Regions from separate parts of the Mus musculus genome. Here all the other regions are linked to region 1. A link is a contact called in public promoter capture Hi-C data. All regions are on one chromosome and are shown on one strand. The core of a region is the stretch at or near the end of the contact, and the rest is flanking DNA. Distances in the headings are between cores, read along the strand shown. Region 1 holds the start of Kctd3 (potassium channel tetramerisation domain containing 3). Region 2 holds the start of A430105J06Rik (a long non-coding RNA gene). Region 3 holds the start of Nsl1 (NSL1, MIS12 kinetochore complex component). Region 4 holds the start of A230020J21Rik (RIKEN cDNA A230020J21 gene).

What was found. Promoter capture Hi-C pulls out the DNA fragments that hold promoters and counts their contacts.
Region 2: a contact with region 1 is called in a promoter capture Hi-C map of pre-B cells. The contact joins the promoter of A430105J06Rik here to the promoter of Kctd3 in region 1. A contact is called at or near these places in 8 of 39 promoter capture datasets (the 3T3-L1 cell line, the C10 cell line, the HPC-7 cell line and 5 more), 3 of 484 Hi-C or Micro-C datasets (CD4 T cells, the G1E-ER4 cell line and pre-B cells), 1 of 115 datasets of contacts at active chromatin or transcription factors (embryonic stem cells) and 3 of 9 other capture datasets (embryonic stem cells, liver and macrophages).
Region 3: a promoter capture Hi-C map of pre-B cells shows a contact between it and region 1. The contact joins the promoter of Nsl1 here to the promoter of Kctd3 in region 1. A contact is called at or near these places in 2 of 39 promoter capture datasets (liver and pre-B cells).
Region 4: a contact with region 1 is called in a promoter capture Hi-C map of pre-B cells, with 3 times the contacts expected there. The contact joins the promoter of A230020J21Rik here to the promoter of Kctd3 in region 1. A contact is called at or near these places in 2 of 39 promoter capture datasets (hippocampal neurons and pre-B cells) and 2 of 115 datasets of contacts at active chromatin or transcription factors (astrocytes and embryonic stem cells).

The regions. Positions count from the first base shown.
Region 1 is chr1:189,005,136-189,010,762 of GRCm38.p6, reverse strand. It overlaps Kctd3 (potassium channel tetramerisation domain containing 3), which reads left to right and starts at 2,923. Exons shown (of 18, transcript NM_172650.2): 1 at 2,923-3,233. The coding sequence starts at 3,151.
Region 2 is chr1:186,746,224-186,751,850 of GRCm38.p6, reverse strand. A430105J06Rik (a long non-coding RNA gene) reads right to left here and starts at 3,028. Exons shown (of 2, transcript XR_003948551.1): 1 at 2,027-3,028. It overlaps Rrp15 (ribosomal RNA processing 15 homolog (S. cerevisiae)), which reads left to right and starts at 2,493. Exons shown (of 5, transcript NM_026041.2): 1 at 2,493-2,687. The coding sequence starts at 2,543.
Region 3 is chr1:191,060,355-191,065,981 of GRCm38.p6, reverse strand. Nsl1 (NSL1, MIS12 kinetochore complex component) reads right to left here and starts at 2,961. Exons shown (of 6, transcript NM_198654.3): 1 at 2,710-2,961; 2 at 729-807. The coding sequence starts at 2,943. Tatdn3 (TatD DNase domain containing 3) reads left to right here and starts at 3,072. Exons shown (of 10, transcript NM_001357166.1): 1 at 3,072-3,181; 2 at 4,725-4,757. The coding sequence starts at 3,125.
Region 4 is chr1:191,023,084-191,028,710 of GRCm38.p6, reverse strand. A230020J21Rik (RIKEN cDNA A230020J21 gene) reads right to left here and starts at 3,360. Exons shown (of 2, transcript NR_027298.1): 1 at 2,142-3,360. It overlaps Flvcr1 (feline leukemia virus subgroup C cellular receptor 1), which reads left to right and starts at 2,521. Exons shown (of 10, transcript NM_001081259.1): 1 at 2,521-3,334. The coding sequence starts at 2,618.

The DNA.
Region 1 (5,627 bases), core at 1,674-4,173:
TTTCCCACTACCTCTGGTGGGTGGTGGGCCGGAAGGGAGGTTAAAACATTTAAGAACCATCGTTAAAAGTAGGCTTGGAAAATTAAAGCTTATAGACTGCTATTTATTTCCAGTAGGAGATTAACCCAAAATATGTCAATACCCTCATCTGATCCTTCCTTTCTGACAATTTCTGGCTCCGAGTAATGAAAGCTATCTCTCCATATGGATATTCCTTCCTATATTTCTTCAATTGAAGGCACTGTCCAGGCTGGTTTTATGTCAACTTGACACTAGTTACAGTGATCTGAGAGGAGGAACTCTCAACTGAAAAAACAAAACAAAACAAAACCAAACATGTCTCTATAAGGTCAGGCTTTAAGTAGTCCTACAGAGCATTTTCTTAATTAGTGATTGATGGGGTGAGGGGCAGCCCATTGTGGGTGGTACCACCCCTGGGCTGGTGGTCCTGAGTTCTGTGAGAAAGCAGGATGAGCAAGCCAGGAAGCAGAACTCCTCTGTGGCCTCTGCGTCAGCTCCTGCCTCCAGGTTCCTGTCCTGATTTCCTTCAGTGGTGAACTGTGCTATGGAAGTGTAACCCAAACAAGCCCTTTCCTCCCCAACTTGCTTTTGGTCATTGTGTTTCATCACAGCAAGAGAAACACAGACTACAAGAGGCAGCTTTCTTTTCCACGGGCTTTCTACCATGGGAAGGTGGATAAGCTACACACACACACACACACACACACACACACACACACACACATAAACACACATACACATATACACACACATACACACACACAAACACACATACACACACATACACACACACACACACACACACACACACATACACACACACACAAACACACATACACATATACACACACATATAAACACACAAACACACACACACACAAACACACACACACAAACACACACACATACACACACATACACACACACATATATACACACACACATATACACACACACAAACACACACACATATACACACACATACACACACACACACACTCGTATTCCTAGTAGCTTAGCCTGCCCTTCCATATCCACTCTAGAGCACTGTCCCTCTTCAGAAGCACAGCATTTATTTGGCTCGTTGTGAATTTCACACCTGGACACAGTGAAATCTGATCAGACCCATTCTCCCTTTTCTCTAGCCTGTGATGTAATTTTGACTAAGTTTTGGGGGTGATTATCACCCTCAACCTTCTATTTTTTGAAGAGAGTGGTAGAGTGTTCTTCATGGGTAAAGTTCTGGGTTCAATCCCCAGTACCTATCTCCAGTAAAGCATTAAAAAGCTCACAATGAACCAGAGTTGAGCTGTTTTCCATCTTATTACCATTAGCTAGGGGAAATAATCTCTCCCTCCCTCTCTCTCTCAAGATTTATTTATTTATTTTATGTATATGAGTACACTGTAGCTGTATAAATACTTGTGAGCCTTCATGTGGTTGCTGGGGATTAGATTTTTTAGGACCTCTGCTCGCTCCTGTCAGCCTAAAGATTTATTTATTATTATACCTAAGTACACTGCTGCAGTCTTCAGACCTGCCAGAAGAGGGTGTCAGATCTCATTATGGGTGGTTGTGAGCCACCATGTGATTACTGGGATTTGAACTCAGGACCTTCGTAAGAGTAGTCAGTGCTCTTACCCACTGAGCCATCTCACCAGCCCCAGAAATAATCTCTCTGTCTGTCTCTGTCTCTCTCTCCCCTCCTTCCCTCTCTTACCCTCACACTCTCCCTCTCTCCCTCCCTCCCTCCCTCCCACCTTCTTTTCCTCCCCTTTCTCTTTTTGAGACAGGGTCTCTGTATCTCAGGCTGACCTCAAATTCTATGTAGTTGAGGAGGCCTCTAGTCCCTTCCTTATTCTTTTTCCTTGGTTCCCCCTACCCCCACAGTGCTGAGGTTACAGGATAGCACATCTGGTGTGGCTGTCCTTTATAAAAATCAATTCTGGAGCCAGGCGGAGGCAGAGGTAGGCAGATTTCTGAGTTCGAGGCCAGCCTGGTCTACAAAGTGAGTTCCAGGACAGCCAGGGCTATACAGAGAAACCCTGTCTCAAAAAAAAAAAAAAAAAAAAAAATCATCAATTCTGGAGAAAGTGTATCATCTCAGTGGCATATTTGGCAGCAAAATTAAGCAATGTTTAATGAGGATAAGATGTTTTCTATCCTCTTATAGTTCATCAGTTTTAAATTTTATGAGAAAACTATTAGACATTTAATGCTTACAGTTTAGCTTGTTGAATTAGATATCTTTGAAATATAGTGTGCTGTCTCCATTAGCTGACCTACATCCCATTGCCATAGTACTCTTTAAAAGTATGATTTAGAGGTTGGACATTTAGGTCAGTGATGCCTAGCAAGCACAAGGCCTCATCATATTCCATCCCCAGGAGGACACACTCACACACACACACACACACACACACACACACACACACACACACACGAAATCGCTAAGGTTTGGTGCTCCAATGCATAATGCTGAGAGAGAGAGAAACAAAAATCAATCAGTAAAGAAAATAAAAGTGCGTGTATGTACAATCTAGAAACATGTTGCTGGATACCGCTCACTCCAGCAGGGTTTTTGCTTTCTCCTGCCCTGAGGAGTGGTGGCATGGAAACTATGCAGTTTGCAGGTAATGCGCTGTATGGTGTTCAATATCTTTTCATCGAGTGTACTTAGATCAGTCTGAATAACTGCGAAAGTTTCTTTTTTACCTAAATCTTGTGCTGGTGAAGAGGCAAGGGGCAAATCTTTCCTAGGCCATCGGTGGCAGAAGACCCTTCGTCCAGCCCCGCCCATCGCCAGGAGCTCCTCCCTCTCACCAGCCCCGCCCACTCCTTCTTCGTAAGCGTGAAGCGCCGGCGCTACAGCTTTTTGTCCCTCGCGGCGACCCGTCCTCCAGATGGTTGTGGCGGCCGCCATGGAGGCGAGTGGGCTCTGAGGAGAGGCCGGGCTGGGCCGGCGGCCTCCAGCCACGAGCGGCGGAGGCCACGAACACGTAGTGGGGGAGGCTGGAGCGAGCCGGGCCGCTGCGGGAGGCTCGGCGTTCCGAGTGTGCTCCGGCCGCCGAGCCGCCGCTCCTGGCTCCGGCTCCGGCTCCGGCCCTGGCTCCGGCTCCCGCCGCAGACATGGCGGGCGGGCATTGCGGCAGCTTCGCCGCGTCGGCGGCCAGCAGCGGGGAGATCGTGCAGCTGAATGTGGGGGGGACCAGGTGAGCCCGCGACCGCGCGGGAACAGTGGGTGGGACGCCCGCTGCTGTAGGAGTGGCATGTGCCAGCCTAGGTGGGATAGGTGTTACAGCCGGGGCGGCGTCTGCACGGCCAGGTGGGGTACCCTCGGCAGGGCAGGGTGGCATCTACCTGGTCAGGTCGGGTACCCACTGCAGGGCAGGGCGGCGTCTACCTGGTCAGGTCGGGTACCCTCCGCAGGGCAGGGTGGCATCTACCTGGTCAGGTCGGGTACCCACTGCAGGGTAGGGCGGCGTCTGCACGGCCAGGTGGGGGACCCGGAGACAGGTAGGTACAATTTTGCATGATCCAAGCAGCCCTATGCACTCTTCAGAGTCTGGTTCCAGGTCGAGTGTATAGACTGTTAAAACTCAGTCTTTATTCCCCCGGGTTCCTATGGTGTAAGTAAGGCCACAGGAACACAGTTGGCATGGTGGGCCTGCCTGACCAAGTGACTTGGGGCCTCTGGAGGGTTGAGGCATGCTGACACCGAGCTGTCAGCGTTGCAGCTGGTTGTCGTCTCCCGTGCTAGGGCTTGAGTTGTTGCATAGGAGCAACCGGTTGGACTGTTGAGTCTTTAGTCTCTATTAGACCTTCCACTCCCATTTTGTTGGAGTGGAAGTTTGTTGGCAAAACAAACAAACAAACCAAACAAGCAACAAAACCAAAAACCCATTTTTGTATTTGCCGTGACTTACACATGACTCTTCTCAGAAAAGGATATTGCCCCTACTAGTTGAGGGAAGCTTGGGTTTAAGGCATAGTAAGAATAGAGGGAGAGGGGGGTTCTAATGCGCAGGCTATTCTGTTGTCCTGGGAAGGCTAGTTTTCAATGTCTTAAGATTTTAAACGTGTAACACTTTTGTTATTTAAAAATACAAATTAACAGTTGTGAAACAATGGGCTCTCTGAGTGCTGGAGAACTTGGGGTGGTCTTCCTGCTTTGTCACCTTTTACCTCCAAAGCAAAGTTTTAACAGTTGGAGACCTTGCACCTCTAGTGCATTCCTTAAGTAGCAGGTCATATGCAAATGACTTCCGCTGCATTTTATACTTACTAGGTCCTGTGCAAATGACCTCATCTAGTGTAAATAGTGTGTCTTCCCTGCCCACCTACGATTACAGGAACCTATTGCAAGTGACCTGGTATGTGAAAGTGAAATAGTCCACAAAAGGCGTGGGCAGTGTTACTACAGAGAAGCAGAATGGTGCTCGTGGCAAACCTTAACCCTGGTTTCTCTGTGGATGGCTCACATATTTCCTTCCAGGCATTCAAGAGAATATAGCTTTATGACAAACAACTAAGTTATATTGTCACTTTAGAAAAGATTGGTCTGTCTTACTTGTATGTGTGAGTGCAGGTGGAGGCCAAAGAAAGGGTCCCTTAGAGCGGGGATTACAGGTGTGGTAAGTTTTGTTGAGAGCCACCTGACATGGATGCTGGGAACTGAATTCTGGTCCTTAGCAAGATCGGCAAGTGTTCTTAATCACGGAGCCATTTCTTCAGCCCTTACATTGTTGTTTATTGTGTATTGGAGATGGATGTGGCTGGCAAGATGGCTAGGCTGAAAACGGCACTTACCAACAGCAAGACTGGCCACCTGAGGCTCCTCCTTGGAAGCCACTTAAGACGAAAGGAGGACACTGACTCCACATGTGCACTTCGTTGTGCATCAAGAGTGAATAAGAAAGTAATAAGAAGAAAGAAAGTGGATGCCTTAAAGGCTGAGCTGTCAAGGATTTCACTTCATCTGTGGAATGTGACTCTTACTGGGTGCTAGTTAGCAGTTAATACCAAATATGACAATAAATGTACTCCTGGCTTGAGCGTTTTAGAAGACAACCTGTGGCACAGCTTGGAGCTCCGAGTCACTGAATAAGTGCCGAAAGCTCTTACTTAGAACCAGAAGAAAGTCAGAGGACATGCTGCCCAAGGGTGAGACAGTGAGCAGCATGCTGCTGGCTCGGGTATGTCTGGCTTAGCACGTAAGGGATTTCTGTACACACTGGGAGTGAATATGATCGACAGCATCAGTGACCAGTCCATGCTTACTCAGGTAGGGATGGAGGAAGGAGAGGGACTGGCTGAGGGAAAGGTTTGGAAACAAACTGGTTCCTTCTGCACATAGCAGGCCTTCCCTCTAGTTAGCAAAGTTGGACAAGTTACTTTGTATTGATGAGTTTCCTGAAATGAAAGGTTGCTATAGTACTAGTCTCATGCACTAATAGACCTGAGGAAATGATCATGAACTTGAGGCTTAGAGGCATTATCATCTTAGTATTTCATAGCAAATCACTTTACTTCATAGTTTCATGTTTAGCTTCATAGTTCAGATTTTGTAGCAAGCCACTAGAGTGGGTATGCTACATCACCAGATA
Region 2 (5,627 bases), core at 1,779-4,278, 2.3 Mb after region 1:
GACTCAGTAGGTTACCAAAAAAGAAAAAGGAAATGGGACCTGAAATGGGAGGGGCACATGATGTAGGGTATGGGGTGTGCAAGATTTGGCAGTAGCTATTATCAAGATATGCTGAACACACATATGAATTTGACAAAGGATAAGTATAAAAAAATTAAGAGAGAGACTGGGAGCTGGAGAGATGGCCTAGCGATTAAGAATATTTACTCCTCTTGCAGAGGACCCTGGCTGGGTTCCTAGCACCCGTGATTGAGGGCTCACAAGTGGATTCCAGCTCAGGGGATCAATCCTACCCTCTCTTCCCCCCCCCCCCCAGGCACATGTGGGGGCACATAAACACATCCAGGCTGACAAAAATAGAAAATAAATCTAAAAAAAAAATAGTTTGTCTGTTTTGAAATTTTTGTTGATGTTTTCGCTGGTGTTTCGGGGGGGGGGTGTTGGGGAGGGCAGAAGAATGTGAAGTTGAGTTAGTAGGGAGGTGGGGGAAGTGAGACAATATGATTGAAATATATTGTATAGAAAATGAAAATAAATATTAAAAAAACAAAAACAAAATGTGCTGCTGTGGGGTATCCACTAGAGAAGGAGAGGACATAGCTTAAGTCAATAAAAAGTCTTTATTAGCTGGGCAGTGGTGGCGCATGCCTTTAATCCTAGCACTCAGGAGGCAGAGGCAGGCGGATTTCTCAGTTTGAGGCCAGCCTGGTCTACAGAGTAAGTTCCAGGACGGTGAGGGCTACACAGAGAAACCCTGTCTCAAACCCCTGCCTCCCCCCCCCCCCCAAAAAAAAGTCTTTATTAGCTGCCCAGCAACTGGACTGGGATTTTAGGATCTCACCGTACCAGTGAGCCTTTCTGAGGGCGAGCCTTTAAGCACAACCCTATGCTCTGAGTTGATATACTTCAGTTATTAAGAGCAGTTAGCCAGAAATGGAACTGTAGAAGCTAAAAGGAAGGTTAGTACATTTTGAGACTTTCTCAGAACTGTATGGACTTTGATGGATTAGGTCTTTGTTTTTGTTTTGACAGGTGGTACTGTCTACATTTCTTACAGCTTGAATGGTGCTTCCATCATGGAGTCAGTTAGGCTAAGGTCTGGGGCCCTGTTACAGTGCTAAATATGTGACCAAAGCGAAGTAGCCTCAGGGCCAGCCAGCACAGCGTTCTAATTAAAGCACTGTACTGCTATAGAGGTGAGAAGACCCAGGAAGTAGCAATACCTGGGAAACTCATTTATGTGGACTGGAATTGTTCTTTTCAGAGACTTACGCTGGCATCTGATCGTCTCTTAAACCATACTTACAAAGCTGTATTTCCTGTGCCATTAAAAAAAATGTTTTCTTGTTTTTAGGATGTATATATATATATATATATATATATATATATATATACATACATACATAGACACCAATTGAAATCAATCAACATGAGGATTCACATTTTCTGTTGCTTTTCTTTCTTTTCTTATATTTTTATTTTTTTCGAGACAGGATTTCTCTGTGTAGCCCTGGCTGTCCTGGAACTCACTCTGTAGACCAGGCTGGCCTTCAACTCAGAAATCTGCCTGCCTCTGCCTCCCCAGTGCTGGGATTAAAGGTGTGCACCACCACGCCCAGCTTTTCTTTTTCTTTTAAGACAAATCTGGAGTACTAAAAACCAATATATAAAGAATGAAAACCTACTGGTTCGCTATAGACGGCTGCTGGGACGTATTTCAGGAGACCAGATCCTTTAATAACACTGGTGGGCTTTGGGGTGGGGGCTGGAATATGGTGGGGAATCCAAGAGCAAGTCACAAAACCAAGGGGATTCCTTACATTTGTAGTCCTTCGAAGGAAGGGTGGAGTCTGAGTTTAGCAGATTAGTGAAGGAACTAGGTAGGATTTAAAGGTTTAATTTAGGAGGGTAATCCTATTGTCGCCCTCACCCCCAAACCCCACCTTGGGACTAACTGCAAGGCTGCTTTAGTTTAGGGCAGGTGCTAGGGAGGATTTAGGACATGGCTCATTCCACCGCCCCTTACCCGGGCAGCCTCTCAGATCTATCAAAATCCAGAAACGTCCATTCAAAAACACCGTGCTTGGTCCTTAGGGGAAAAACAACAACAACAACAACAACAACAACAACAGAACAATAGCCAACAACAACAACAACAACAACAACAACAGAACAAAAGCCAAACCAGCACAAGAACATGTTAAGAGTTGAGCTTGCTTTCTGATTCCGTAGCTGTTCCCTTGTTATCCATTCCTTCTCGGAGAGTCTCGATTCAGTGGGTTCGGAATGCGGTTTCTAACTCGGAACCCAGCTTCTGGGGGAGGGAAAGGAGAGCAGTCAGCAGCAGCCGCCCAGAAGGGGCCGGGGTGAGGCCAGGAACCGACTCTGCCGGAGAAAACCGGTAGGTCGTGTCCTCTCTCCGTCCCTACCCGAGGCTCCCACAGCGGAACTTCAGGCGGGACAACTGTTCCGGAACTAGAGGAGGAAGTTCCGTGTGTTGCAACACGACGGAATTATCAGGTGGCACTTCCGGCGAGCCAAGATGGCTGCGGCCGTTCAGGACTCACGTGTGAGCCCAGGGGAGATACTGAAGCGTTCTCCGAAGAAGAAGAAAAAGATGAAGATGGTAGCCAAGGCTGCAGCGTCGAAGCTAGAAGATGAGGTCAAAGACTCTTCTGATGGAGAAGGTAATGTGGCCTGGCGGAGCTTCGGCGGCTGAGCTTCCTTCCCATGGCTAGGGTTGCGTTTCCTTGCCGTTGAGTGTGTGGGGCGAGTGAGGTTGGGCGAGGAGCCCTGCTGTTCCGAGGCTCCTCGCTGTCACGGTTAATTTTGTGTTTCCACTCAGTCAGCTGTTACTGAGATGGGCGAAACTGCCGGTGCCAATCAGAAACTTAACAGTAAAGGAAGAGATAATGACAGGCAGTACACAAATTAAGAGCAGAGCAAAAGATGGGCAGGCGATAACCCCAGGCCTTTTGCAGGTCCTGTACCCGCTTAGAAGTGGAGTAAAAACACGGTTAGTTGTCGCAGATCAAAACATAGGCTAAGTGTTTGGGCACAGAAGAACCAAAGCTGGTATTGAGAACCTTGCAAAATGTTCGCATCTTTGGGAGGATTTGACTCTTTTTACTTACAGCCAGTCAGTTTGTTAGCAGATCATAGAAACGGCTGTAAGAGCAATGTTGCGAGCTTCTATTTGGAACCCCTAGCAAAGTGAAAGGAAGGGTCGCGATTGAAATAATGGGTGGGATAGGCTCAGGGAGCCAGCAGCAAGAGGCCACAAGAGAGAAGAAATACTGTTACTGTGCAGGGGGGATTGTGAGCCTTTGGGAGTTAGAAAAGAGAGAGTTAAAGAAATGGTAAAGGAGAGATACTGAAGTAACGTTTGATACAGTTTCAGAATGAAAGGTAGGTGAGTCTCCGGAGGTCTCCCCATTGTGTGGCTGGGGTTGGCTGCTACTTTTAAACATACTTCTTGGCAGGAGCTTCTTAGGAAGCTCAGGCATTTGGCTCCCACACTCCTTTACTGCTTCGGTGTGGCTAATGCTTTCAGTTAACCGCGAATGTGGCTTCAGTTACTACGGGAAGCCACTAGTTCATGAGTAACATTCAGAATTTTTAACTTGCTTTTAACTTGCATGATAGGTCTGGTCACTTGCTGCTCTGCTGTTTTCTGTTCATGTTGGCTGCTCATTCTGGAGGTCTCTGCCTTTTGCCTGCAGTATTCCTGAAACACCTGTATGTCACCTACATTTTCATTGACTTCAGTCTCTGGTCCAGTACTTGTCAAAGAGATTTTCCCTTATTTTTCTAATGCAGCCTTTTCTGTCACTCTCACTTGAGGCTTGATGCTTTGCTTTCTTTAGACGCTTTTATTATTATTATTACTTTATTTATTTTTAAGTTGTATGTATGTGCGCTGGGCGTGAGAGGAGATTGAATGGCTGCTGAGGAAGAAACTGTTCCTGTGGAAGAGCAATGCATGCACATGTTCTCCAGCCCCACTCTGCTCACTTTAAAAGCACCACGTTTTAAATCTTGTGAAGCGTTTGTGCTGTTTGAAAGTTCCCTAAGTGTGCAGACACTTGAACCTCAGTTCCTAGATCAACAACTGTCACTCAGGGGTCCATAAGTTAACGAATGAGTGCACTTGGACTTCAAGACCAAGAAGCAGCTGACTAAGCTTTTGAGGTCCTCAGCCCTCACCAGAGGGGTTAAAAAAACAACCTGTTGGGCAGGAATTAGAAGCTCTGGTCCTGGTGGTGTTTTTACTGCATTGGTTTATTTGCTGTGTACCCACATGTGGAGGTCTGAGGACTTATAGGAGTTTGGCAGCAGGTGCCATTACCTGCTCAGCCATTTTATCTCCTATGGTACAGTTTTGAATTGAATAATTGTAAGCATTACTGTCTAAGAAAAAAAAAACACTATTACATTTAAGTAAGACATCAACACTGCTTTCGGATTTGGGTGGAAATTGGATTTCTTTTCTCAATATTAGATAATTGCGAGGGAAAATGTTCTTTTCAGCACAAATACTGACTAGGTGTCTAAAGTTTTCTTCAGCTTTAGATCATATGTTAAGGAGGCTTTTGAATAATATAGAAACATATAATGAATATAATGAAAACATATAATATAGAAACATCCAATGAATGTTTGCACTCTATTATGTTACAGTAACCCTCTAGGCAGTGACTTAGAGTTACAGTTACAAGAGGATGTGAACACAAGAAATGGTCAGGATGGAGTGTGTCTGGGTGAGGGCATGTGCGGGAAGTATTTATATTGTTCAAAACTAATGATACCACCCACATATGTGACCTTGCAAATAGAGAATCCACAGTTATGAGGTCAAATGTATCCTCTTGTGAACCACTAACAGCCTGTCTGCAGCTTCTGTGATGATCACCACCTACTTTTCAGGATCAGGTCTTGTTGGTCCCTAAGTGACTAGGGCTCAGCTTGGAGCTGTTCTTTTGGCTGCAGAAACGGGCTCTTCTAGCTACATTTACTAAGCCAACTCTTTTGTTGCTGTTTTTTTTTAAAGCTTTTCTTCTTAATCTAGAACCACATTCAATGGAGTTGTTGTGTCTCTAATATTAGAGTCTTTAAAAGTTGTAAATTGCATTGTTTATTTATTGGGGGGGGGGGGACAGACGTGCTACATCAGCACCTGCACACGCGGAGGTCAAAGGACAGCCTGTAGGAGGAGTAGGGTCTCTGTTATTGCTGAGGAGGATTGAACTCAGGTCCTCACTAGGCTTGTGGCAAGGGCATTGACTTGTTGAGCCATTTAGCTGGCTCTATGTCTTTTTTAGTATTTGTATTTATGTGCACGTGGGTCTGTGCCAGAGGCGTTATATAATTACATCCCCTGGAGTCTGCCTTACACATGCTTATGAGTTTCCTGACGCAGTGCTGGGAACTGAACTCAGGTCCTCTGAAGAGCCCCAAATGTGCTTACTCACCCCCAACAAACAAACAAACAAAACAAACCGCAAAGTGAACTTTTCTGTGTGTGAGAGACCGCATAGATGCCAGGTAAGAGCTCCGCCATTGAGCTCCGTGCTCCGCATCCTGCTTTCCAGCATTCACACCGTCTGTGGCAGTGATAACAGTGAAGG
Region 3 (5,627 bases), core at 1,712-4,211, 2.1 Mb before region 1:
AGTGAGTTCCAGGACAGCCAGGGATATACGGAGAAGCCCTGTCTTGAAAAAAACAAACAAACAAAAAAGGAAAAGCACAGGAGGGAAGCAGTAAGGGACTGAGCAGGAAGCAGGGCTTACGAGGGGTTTCTTGTAGGGAGGAGGCATGAAGCTTTCTAGGGTGGCCTGTGATTGGTGGGATTATGTGGGGCATAATCTTGGGGGCAAGATCAGGGATTGGTGGGCTTTTTTTTTTCTGTAGGGTGGGGCCTGTCCATTCTCTGGTACCTCAAGGGGCTTACAACCATAACTAAGGCAACTCTTATAAAAGAAAGCATTTAACTGGGGGTTTGCTTACAGTTTCAAAAACTTAGTCCATTATCATCGTGGTGGGGAGCCTGGTGGCATGCATGCAAAGCATTGGAGTAGCAGAGAGCTACATCCAGACCCACAAGGGGAACAGGGGGGAAAGAGCAACAGAGTTCGACAGACAGTTAGACAGAGACAGAGAGACAGACTGAGACGGCATGGGACACCTCAAGGCCCACTCCAGTGACAGACACACTTCCTCCAACAAGGCCACACCTCCTCAAATAGTGCCACTCCCTGTTGTCTGTGAAGTCACTGAGATGGGCAGGGAGGCCATTCTTACTCAAACACCACAGAGAGACTGAGAACAGGTTTGGAAATTAGCATTCAAAATAAAAGCCTCAGAGATTAACCACAGAAGAAAGACTTAAATCACATACCCATTAAGCCATGCTCTTTAGCTTCCTCCCAGGCCTGTCCGTTAAAGCTGACGTTCTCCTGCACAGCCGACTCAAATGTCTACAATAAATCCAGCACAGCCAAGTCAGTAAAAGTGACTCTGACACAGAACTCAAACGCGTTAGTAAAAAATAATGGACTCTTGGTGAACTGGAATGGAAACAGTGGGAAAATTAACTCTTAGGAGAGGGGCTAAATACCCATGGCGCATGGTAGAGACTGCACTGGCTCTATCTATAACACCGTCACTACGGCCAGATAAGTGACAAACAACAGAGAGTGGCAGCCTCTAGAGAAGTGCAGGGCTATGCAACAGTAAGTTGTCCCCAGGAAGGGTTCAGGATGGATGGGGAAGTCAAGGAGGACTTAAAATACGAGATTGTTTGAAACTGTTGTCAATGGGCACGCCTTCTGTACCACTTCTATAATTAAGAAGTAAGCATAAATAATGACTGATAATTATGAGCTAGAGTATGTATTCTATACTAGTATCTTATAAAAAGGGCTGTGATATAGCTCAGTGGACAACACTTTGCTAGCAAGAGCAAGGAAGGCTCTGCTTTCAATTCTTAGCACTAAAGGGAAAAAAAAACCTATTTTATAGGATAAGATTCTTACTATATTAAACTCTTGAGGACATTTAGAAAACAAATTGTCTTTGAAATACTCATTGCTGTTTCATCTATCATTTAAGAATGTCACTGTGTTTCTCAGTCTTTCCTAGATGTTTATCAACAAACCTTCTCTACTTCTGATTCTCTTTAAGATCTCATTCAACAAGCTATTAGAGGTGAAGTCACATTTGTCTATTCCTACATGTAAATGTTCTCATTATCTTAGCATTTTTCTATAATCAGATAAACCCTCTTAGTTACAGTCATCTCCCAAGATAACTATTAAAAACATTAAGTGCCGTTTCTCTCCTTGCCTTACTTCTAAGGAGAGAATAACACAGGAGCTACTATTCCCAAAACTGGGGTATAAAACTACAATCCAAGGAAGGTTTCTTCATTATTCTTTCCCTTAACCACTGTTGTTTTAGTTTTTGATGCTGACAACCTCTATATTTACTCTGCACTCTTGTCATTGGTCATGAATGTGCTGTTACAAGCTTGAAACTTTCCCCTACATATAGGCTGTTTATCTGCTTGAGTTAGCAGTCCTTCGATCTCTAGTGTCTTTTCCCAGAAACCATCATATTCAGGGGTACACAAAATATAGGAGAAATAAGTGTGTTCTAAGGGTTTATGGGTGCCGGGGGAGCAACAGGATGCACAGGTTCTACGTAGCCCTGGCTTGTCTGGAACTCACGGCGTGGACCAGACTAGTCTCGAACTCACAGAGATTTGCATGCCCCTGCCTTCCGAGTACTTGGCATACACTGTCATGACCAGCTCAACTAGAACTTGGTAAAATTTAACACCAAGACAGCTTCTTCATCTATTTTCAACTTAAAAAGAAAATGTTTTCTCCCCGAATCCACACGATGTTATAAAAACAAACAAAAACAATAACAATGACCAAAAACCTAGCCAGATGACTGACTTCAAGGATTATCATTTCCTGGAGAATTCCTCATACCAACCAGCAAAGTTGCGCTGGCCCACAGGAGAGCGACTTTGTCTTTACTGCGCACTTAACTACCAAAAGAAATGTTTTGTAAAACACAAGATTTGAAAGCTTGCTATGAAAGCAAAATGTGATGCCTTGTTTATACGTATAGCGCTGTACATGTTCAAGAATATGGGTACACTTAATACCGCCTGCTTCTTAAGATTACATACGTGTTCGCCCTGTATGTTCCTGACAGGAAGCAGCACCCAGGCGGCACTAGCATCTAGTTGCCTTCCCTGGCATTTCCCAAGCCAGTCTTGGGCATCGTTCCATCTGCGAAGGCCTGACATGGGCCCCGAGCCAGAGCCAGGATGCGCTGGGTGAGGACCGGGAAAGAGGGGTCCGTACCCACTGTGCGTCCCGCAGCGCGAGCTCGCGGACGTCCTCCGGCAGCACGGCCCCGAGCTCCTGCACGAAGCGACCGCACATCTCCATCACTTCCATCACCGCCCTCTTCAAGGTGCAGCGCACTCGGAAGTCCTCTAGGGGAGAGTCTGCTGCCGTGGCCTGAGGGTCTGAGGCGGCCTGGGCATCGTGGTCCTGCGGGGCGGAGACGAGCACTGTTTCAGAGACAGCCGCCATCTTCCCGGTTTAAACTAAGGCGGGAATCGCTGAGACCGGAAGGATGCTTCCCTCCCTGGAACGCTCCTGCACGCGTCCGACTGGAAACCCGATCCGCCGCCGCCGCAAGGTTCCGCCTCGGGTTCCGCGGCCCCAGAGTTCCGCCGCCTGGCTTGCAGTCGAGAAGCCTGCAGGAGTAGCTATGGGTTTGGGGTTAGTGGACTGTCACTGCCATCTCTCCGCCTCGGACTTTGACAACGTATGTGAGGGGGACTTGGGGCTTGCGGGAGTCGGGAGGGCCGTGTCTCCTTTCCCGCAAGTTTTTCTCCCCCAAATCCTCAGACCGTACCTAGTCTATGGCGACCCTTTCGAACCAGCGTCCTGGAACTGACATTCCTCATCTTACACGGCGGTTAACTATTTCTATGAAGCTTTAGTTTGTCGTCTCAACACCCCTTTCTCCTACCACTCTTGAGGTGTGCTGATCCATCCAAGCCCTTAGCAGAGGTTCTAGTTCTGGCCCGGCAGAGGGACAAACAAAAATAATAACACTTGATGGAGTGAATGTGTAGGGATGGAAATAGGTTTTACCGGCTACATTGGGGAAAGTGAAGAGGAAGGAGAAGTAGGTGCCTTTTTCTTAGGAGGTGACGCTTAGGGTGTGAGTGTATGGTAGTGATGAACACCGGCAGGTTGTAGACCTCCCATACATTATAGAATTTGATCTGTTTTAGTTAACCAGCAGCTGGAAACACTTAATAAAGGAGAAATTTCCAGGAGCTGGGAAGGGTAGGTCAAGGTCAGTAAGACATTTGGATTGCATTAGATGCACAGTCTTAACCCTTAAAAGTTTAAAAACAAACCCATTTTAAATATATATAGAGAGCGAATATTCTGAAGACAAATTTGCTGCTGAGTGGCAAAAAGGTGGAGGAGAGAAAGTGAGAGCATTTAGGAAACGTCTCAGTTTACAGACAAGAGCTGGTAGAAGCCAGTACAGTGAGAATATCATGAGAATACCATGTACTCAACAAATTTTAGGAATAACACCAACAGTACATGCATGCCTTGGATAAGAACAGCAAGGGGAGGAAGAAATCGAGCATGACTTAGATTTCAGTTTGTGCTTCCTGTAAGGAAGATGGTGATGGCCTTTGCTGAGACGAGAAAAGGTTTGGGATCAGAGTGGGCAGGTGGGCAGCTGGAAATCCTAGTGGGGGGATATTGGTTAAGTCTGATCTCATCCAAGTGGAAAGATTAGAATACATAATCATTTCAAATGTGAGTCGTGGGTCTTGGAGAGAGTAAAAACTCTGTAAGTTGGAGATTCAGCATGGTATCAAAAACCACGAGAAGGGGAGGATATAGCTTAGTGATAGAGATCTTACATAGTGTGGTCGAGGATGTTAAACAAACAAAGGAAAAAGGCAGAATCCCTTAAGGCAAGTGGAAAGAGAACAGAAGAGCTTGAAGTCACAAAAAGGACAGAGAATCAGTCAAGGAGACTGAAGAGTTACCTACCACTAGGCTGTGAAAGCAAATCATGAGGGAAATGTCCAGAAGCCTCTGAGGGACAGAGTGAGAGAGGACAGGAAAGCTCTGTGTGTTTGGCAACAGAGATCTCTGTTTTGATATAGTGTGCATCATGGACTGTGAGAGTAAGGAGGAGGGTGACTTCATTTTCTGCCACTCTGTTCCTTGCTAACAATGTTGTCCTTAATGGTGCCTCTGCTGCCTGTATATGGACCAAGAGCAGTTAATTACTCGTGTAAAACAAACGTGGTTGCTTCTGTTTGTTGTAGGATCTGGATGATGTGTTGGAGAAAGCCAGGAAGGTAAGCTAGAATCCATATCCCCCCCCCTTTTGTGCCCTTCCTGTTTCATTCAACATACTGTTTTTAGGGACCAAGTAGGCAGACTCTGCTGTTTCCGTGGTCAGCAGTATATTTAAGCTCTCACTCTGTGCCAGCCACAGAGCTAACCCCCCACTGAACTTTAGATCATTTAAAGTCTCACCTTCTGAGGAAGTTACTCTTTTATAGTCATATATTCTCCATTTGATAGATGAGGAATCTAATGTCTGCAGGTTAGTAGCAGGACAAAGGCACATGCTAATGAAATGATAGAGACATGCTGGTCTGATTTAAAAATGTGTCCCTACAGCCACCATGCTTAGCAGCACTGGAGAATGGGGCAGTCAGTCTTTTGAGTTTTAAAGTCATATTATTTTGGAGATCAAGGGTGTATTACAGTCTTTGGAAACATTTTGGTTTGTTAGAAAAAGTTATCAAGGGCTGTAGAGATGTCTCAGTGGAGAAAAGCACTTGCAAGTCTGATATTGCAAGCTCAATTCCTGGGACTGCAGTGGAAGCACAGAACTGACTCCAACTCCAGAAAGGTGTCCTCTGATTTCCACTCACTGCATGCGGTGTGTACACAGTGCACACACACACACATACTGCAGGCACACACATAGAGAATAAAATTTAAAAGTAAAAATTACAGAATCTTGGAAGTATTTCTGGAATTACGTGTACACTGCCATTGTGGCAGCTTAACTGGCTTGTGGGCTTTGGGATCACATGAGCCTAAGGATGGTGGTTCCTCCCAAAATGCAGTTTCTGTCCAATGAATTAAAGAAATGCTTACCTTTGGTCTTTATAGGTTAATGAGGTGACATTAATACGCAGTAAACATATGACCTT
Region 4 (5,627 bases), core at 2,111-4,610, 2.0 Mb before region 1:
ATACATAATATGGGGCTGGAGAGATGGCTCAGAGGTTAGGAGCACTGATTGCTCTTCCAGAGGTCCTGAGTTCAATTCCCAGCAACCACATGGTGGCTCACACCATCTGTAATGACATCCAATGCCCTCTTCTGGTGTCTCTGAAGAGAGTAACAGTGTACTCATATAAAATAAATAAATCTTTAAAAAATACATAATATAATATATACAACATATCACACACATATATATTTAATATGTCATGTATATATATATATATCACCCACATAGCCCCTCCTTAGTTATGATGTCCTTTTCCTCTCCCACAGACTCCCTAGGTAATAAATAGACTTTGTGTATGGTTACAGTGTTATAAACAGAACTCTGTCATGTGCAAGAAGGGCACATGAGAAGGAGAGCAAGAGTAACATAAACATCTGCAGGGAAAATCAGAGCTGATCGACCATTCCAGAAACCTCGGGAGTTGTTGTCAACCAACTCTTCTTGTTAACAAAAGAGAGGACAAATGCCCTTTAAGCACAAGGAGCCTAAACAAACAAGAACCCCTGATTCCATGCAGGGAAGAGGTTATCTGTCAGATCTGGTAAGAGATGATCTCCAATTCTCACCAGATTATAGGGAAATAATATCTACTATATTTTTCCAGTTTGGGACTTTTGAAAGGGAGTCAATTTGCAAGTAATCTAAATGACTGGGCAAGGACAGAAAGGTACCCAACATTCGACCCCTGGCTCCCCTTTCTGAACATTTGTGTTTTTAAAACAGTTTGGGCTGGAGATGTAGCTCAGGCGGCAGAGTGGCTCTCTGGTATGCAAGAAGTCTTGGGTTTGCCTTCAACACTGCCTAACACTGAACCTGATGGCACATGCCTGCAATCTCAGTACTTGGGAGGCTGAGGCAGGAGGAGCAGGAGTTCAAGGTTATTCTCTGCTCCATAGTGAGCTCCTTAGTTTAAGGCCAGTCTAGGTTATTTGAGATTCCATATGGAAAACAAAACAAAAATAAGTAAAAGAAAAACAAGTAAACAAAAGTCTCCAATGCAATCCTGTTTTGTTGGCCAGGCTGCCAGGTTCCCTTTAAATCTGTGGGCCTGGATGATTCTTCTGCCTTCGCCTCCAAATAACTGGGACTACAGGCGTGTGCTCAGCTTGAGCATGTTTGTTTGTTTATTTGTTTGTTTAGGAGCCTTCACAGGCTCCACAGTCCATGAGACCATTAACATCTCTGAATACTTAAGATAAATTTTGTTGAGCATTAAAAACACAATTCATATTTTTATAAATTCACAAAATAAACGTTTTGAGCGCAGATTAAGTCCATTGGGTTCCTCATTTAGTTTTTTTTTTTTTTTCAGAGACTCAATAATCTAATTCAGTTACTCAATAATCTAAAACAACCTCCAAAGGAACATCTACAAAGCCGTGCTGGGAAGAACTTACAGGGTTTCCCTTCTTTTCTTAACATAGTGTGTTTGTTGGGGAGGGCACCTGTGTGATGGTCAGAGAACAACTCTGCGGGTGCTGAAGAACTGAACTCAGGTTTGCCGGGTTGTCAGAAAGAGACGTTACCCCCTGAACAGTCTCGCTCTATACGAGCCTCACTTTTCCTAAAGAAATGAATTAATTTACAAAATACTTTGTGGAGCTATTCACAGCATGGGGAACTCCCCAGCGGCTGTATCACCATAGACAATGCCTTGTCCCTCTGCACCCTCAAACTGTTAATAGTTCTCCTATCTCCCCATGACTAAAGGTTTATGGGCTTGGTCTTCTGCAGGTCCCCTGCAGCCACTGTGAGCTCATTAGCGCCAGAGTCATTCCAACACTCAGGAAGCAGAGATAGGTGGATTTCCATGAATTCGGGTCAACCTGCCTACAGAGTCCCGGGTGACACCCTGTCTAAAAAGGAGGATCAGAGGGAGAGAGAGTGAGTAAATCTTAAGTCCTGGCACCCCGTGTTTGCACGCACAGCTTCCCAAAGGGTAGCAGGCTGACTTTGTCTAAGGCCCAGTAGGACCCTGATGCTTCCGGAGCTCTGCCCTCATCCGGTCCCGGGATGTGCAAGTACACGGTTAGCTTATGCACAGACTTTGGTTACTGGTGGGGTACAGGAGGCAGGCAGGGGCTGCACCTGTCCATTACCTCCTTCAGTCCTCTGCGTGGATGGAGCCGCTCAGCTCAATCAACGCAAAGGCCTGCTTCTGAGGAAGCCTCTTTCTTTGGGCGGACGGAAATGCTTTCTGGCGCTCTCCTTCCAAGATAACCTGAGGCTAAACGCTGCGGAGCGAGCGCAGAGAAAGGCCTGGCAGCTCCAGCAAACCACAGCGTAGAGAACGCCTGCCTTGGGCTCCTCTTACATCTTCACAAGCTTGACCCCGCCCCTCTTCTCGGCAACTCCCCGATTGGTTTTCTGGACTTCCGAAACGCTCAATGATTGGATGGAGGGTCGCACTACGCGATACGAGATGCCCTGGGGGCGGGGACTGCCGGCAAGAGCCAGGCGCGGTGAGCTCTGCTTCACTTAGTCAGCAAGCGGCGCAGGCGAGCGCGCTGAACCGGGTGGGACCTAGGAGCCGGCGAGGAGCACTAAGGGGCGGCGGGGCGGGGAGCCGGGAGGCATGGCGCGGCCCGATGACGAGGTGGGGCCGGCCGTGGCGCCCGGGCACCCGCTGGGGAAGGGATACCTTCCAGTGCCCAAGGGCGCCCCGGACGGGGAGGCGCGCTTGGTACCGCAAAACGGGCCTGAGGCGCTGAACGGAGGCCCCGGGCTCGGCCCGCTGATCGCGGGAGCCCAGGGCGGGCCGCAAGCCCTGATAGCGGCGGAGGAGGAGACCCAGGCCCGGCTGTTGCCCGCGGGCGACGGGGAGGACGTCCCATGCCCCGCGTGTCCCCCGCGCACAGCGCTGTCGCCGAGGCGCTTCGTGGTGCTGCTCATCTTCAGCCTTTACTCGCTGGTGAACGCCTTCCAGTGGATCCAGTACAGCAGCATCAGCAACGTGTTCGAGGACTTCTACGAGGTGTCGCCGCTGCACATCAACTGGCTGTCCATGGTGTACATGGTGGCCTACGTGCCCCTCATCTTCCCGGCCACCTGGCTGCTGGACACGCGAGGCCTGCGGCTCACGGCGCTGCTGGGCTCCGGCCTCAACTGCCTGGGAGCCTGGGTCAAGTGCGGCAGCGTGCAGCGGCACCTCTTCTGGGTCACCATGCTGGGGCAGATCCTGTGCTCCGTGGCCCAGGTCTTCATCCTGGGCTTGCCCTCCCCCGTCGCCTCGGTATGGTTTGGACCCAAGGAGGTGTCGACGGCTTGTGCCACAGCAGTGCTGGGCAATCAGGTAAAGACTGGAACGTCTAGATAACTGGGATCCTTTCAGGCTGGTAGGAAGTCATAGGCCGGGCTGGGGCAACGGTCTGTGGGTAAAGTGCATACTATAGAAGCGTGAAGACTGGGCTCCAGCACCACGAGAAAAGCCTGGCACGGTGGCTCCAGGGTGTATTCCCAGCCAGCACTGACAGGTGAGGAGGACAGCTCCTGAGAAAGGACACCGAGGTTGCCCTCTGGCCTACACACAGGCGCACACACGGGCACGCTTGGAAACTGGCGGTAAAAGAGATCTCAGGTGTTTTTGTCGCCACTGCAGAAGAAAGGTCTTGAGATCTGGAAAGTTTGTTTCCATGTTAAATGTCCTTGGAACAGCCCTGATTTAATTGTATTAGTATTAGTAGTCAGCCCAGCTTGGCACCTACTGGTCACGTATAAGTGAATGTTCAATAAATGCTCCGGTGATAAAGACTTGGCAGTATTACTGAGTCCAGCTATTAGTTCTTAACCGTGAGACAGTGGAAGGCAAATCACTGATCAAGAATGGTTAGTGGGATAAGTCAAGGCTTCCTTAAGAAATGATCTTGTTTTTTTCTACCATCATAAATTCAAATGCCACTAGAATAACAGAAATAATAGTAGGTAAAAGGTTTTTGTATGTGATTTATTTATTTAAAACGGTCTCTTCCACTGTGTAGGGCAGGCTGGTCTGGAAATCACAGTGTCCCCCTGGCTGGCCTCAAACTTGACAATCTTGCTTCAGGCTCCCAAACACCACCATGAGTCACCACAATATTATGTTTGCATTTGTTAATTTTAGGCTTGTTATTGTAACTTAAAATTTTGCTAGAGGGCACTTGTGACACCTGATGTTTTTGTCACCACTGTAAATGTCACATTTTAAAAGATGCTTAGTATTCATTCAGTTGAAGGAAATCTAGTTTAAAAAAAAAATCTATAATCCTTTCTATACATATATTGTTACCTGCCGCCATGTAACTAGAAAATGTTACTTTCTTACTTCAAGTCTCACTTGGGTCAAGATCATGGTTTAAAATACCCCAAGAGACTAAATATGTGTGCCTATTTTATTAGTTACTTTCTTTTTCTAAGTCACTTAATTGCTATGTATCAAAAACAATTTATTACTGATACATTGATTGGTTGTTTCTTTTTTTTTTTTTAAGATTTATTTATTATTATATGTAAGTACACTGTAGCTGTCTTCAGACACACCAGAAGAGGGAGTCAGATCTTGTTACGGATGGTTATGAGCCACCATGTGGTTGCTGGGATTTGAACTCTGGACCTTCGGAAGAGCAGTCGGGTGCTCTTACCCACTGAGCCATCTCACCAGCCCCCGGTTGTTTCTTTATGTTTAGATAGCAGATGTTTTTTAAAAGGTATTTTTTTGGTTCTGAATTGTTTTCGAGGTAAATGCTTCATTAAGCATAACAAAAATATCAACTCCATATTTATGAAGTATTAATTTTATGGATAATAAGTGGAAATATTTACTTATAGGTGGACTTCGCTCTTCTCAGCACATATCTGGAGCTTCCTATATTCACTTGAGGTAGTCTCACTCCTTTCTTGACCTCTATAACTGTACAGTTGTTCAATATCACCAAAACACATTTTCAGCTTCATTTATGGAATGATCATGCATAATAATATTCAGCAGCAGCACGCAGTCACTAAGCTTGTGATTTGTGTGCATGTATCATTTAACTTGGTATTATAAGTTTAGAAACTATTATTTTCTGCATTCAATAAATAGGAAAATTGAGACTTTAAGGAATGAAGTAATTTTCCCAAAGTAATAATAGATCTTGTTCATGTAAGTGTGTCTGGTTCCTGAATGGTGGCTTCTAACTTTCAGGTCTCTAGAAAGAACCTTTGAAAATACAGGCCCTTTAAGCTTGCCAGTGCTTCTCAAAATACTTAATGTGAAGTGTTTACTGTGAGTTACAAATCTTTCTAATGTGACTTCTTTGGTTTCTTAAACAATGCCAGACTTGCAATTGCACAAGGGCCTCTGCAGAAACATTGGTTCCCTTTGCTTACGATACTCTTCCTGTTCAGATTATGTAATTGCATACATACTACCACTAAGCTCTCTTCAGGTTCATTTTTAATGCAGAACAACTTTCTTGATTCCACGTAGAGTTCTCCAGCTCTTCCTTCCTTCCTTCCTTCCTTCCTTCCTTCCTTCCTTCCTTCCTTTCTTTTTTCTTTCTTTCTTTCTTTCTTTCTTTCTTTCTTTCTTTCTTTCTTTCTTTCTCTCTTGATTTATCTATCTATCT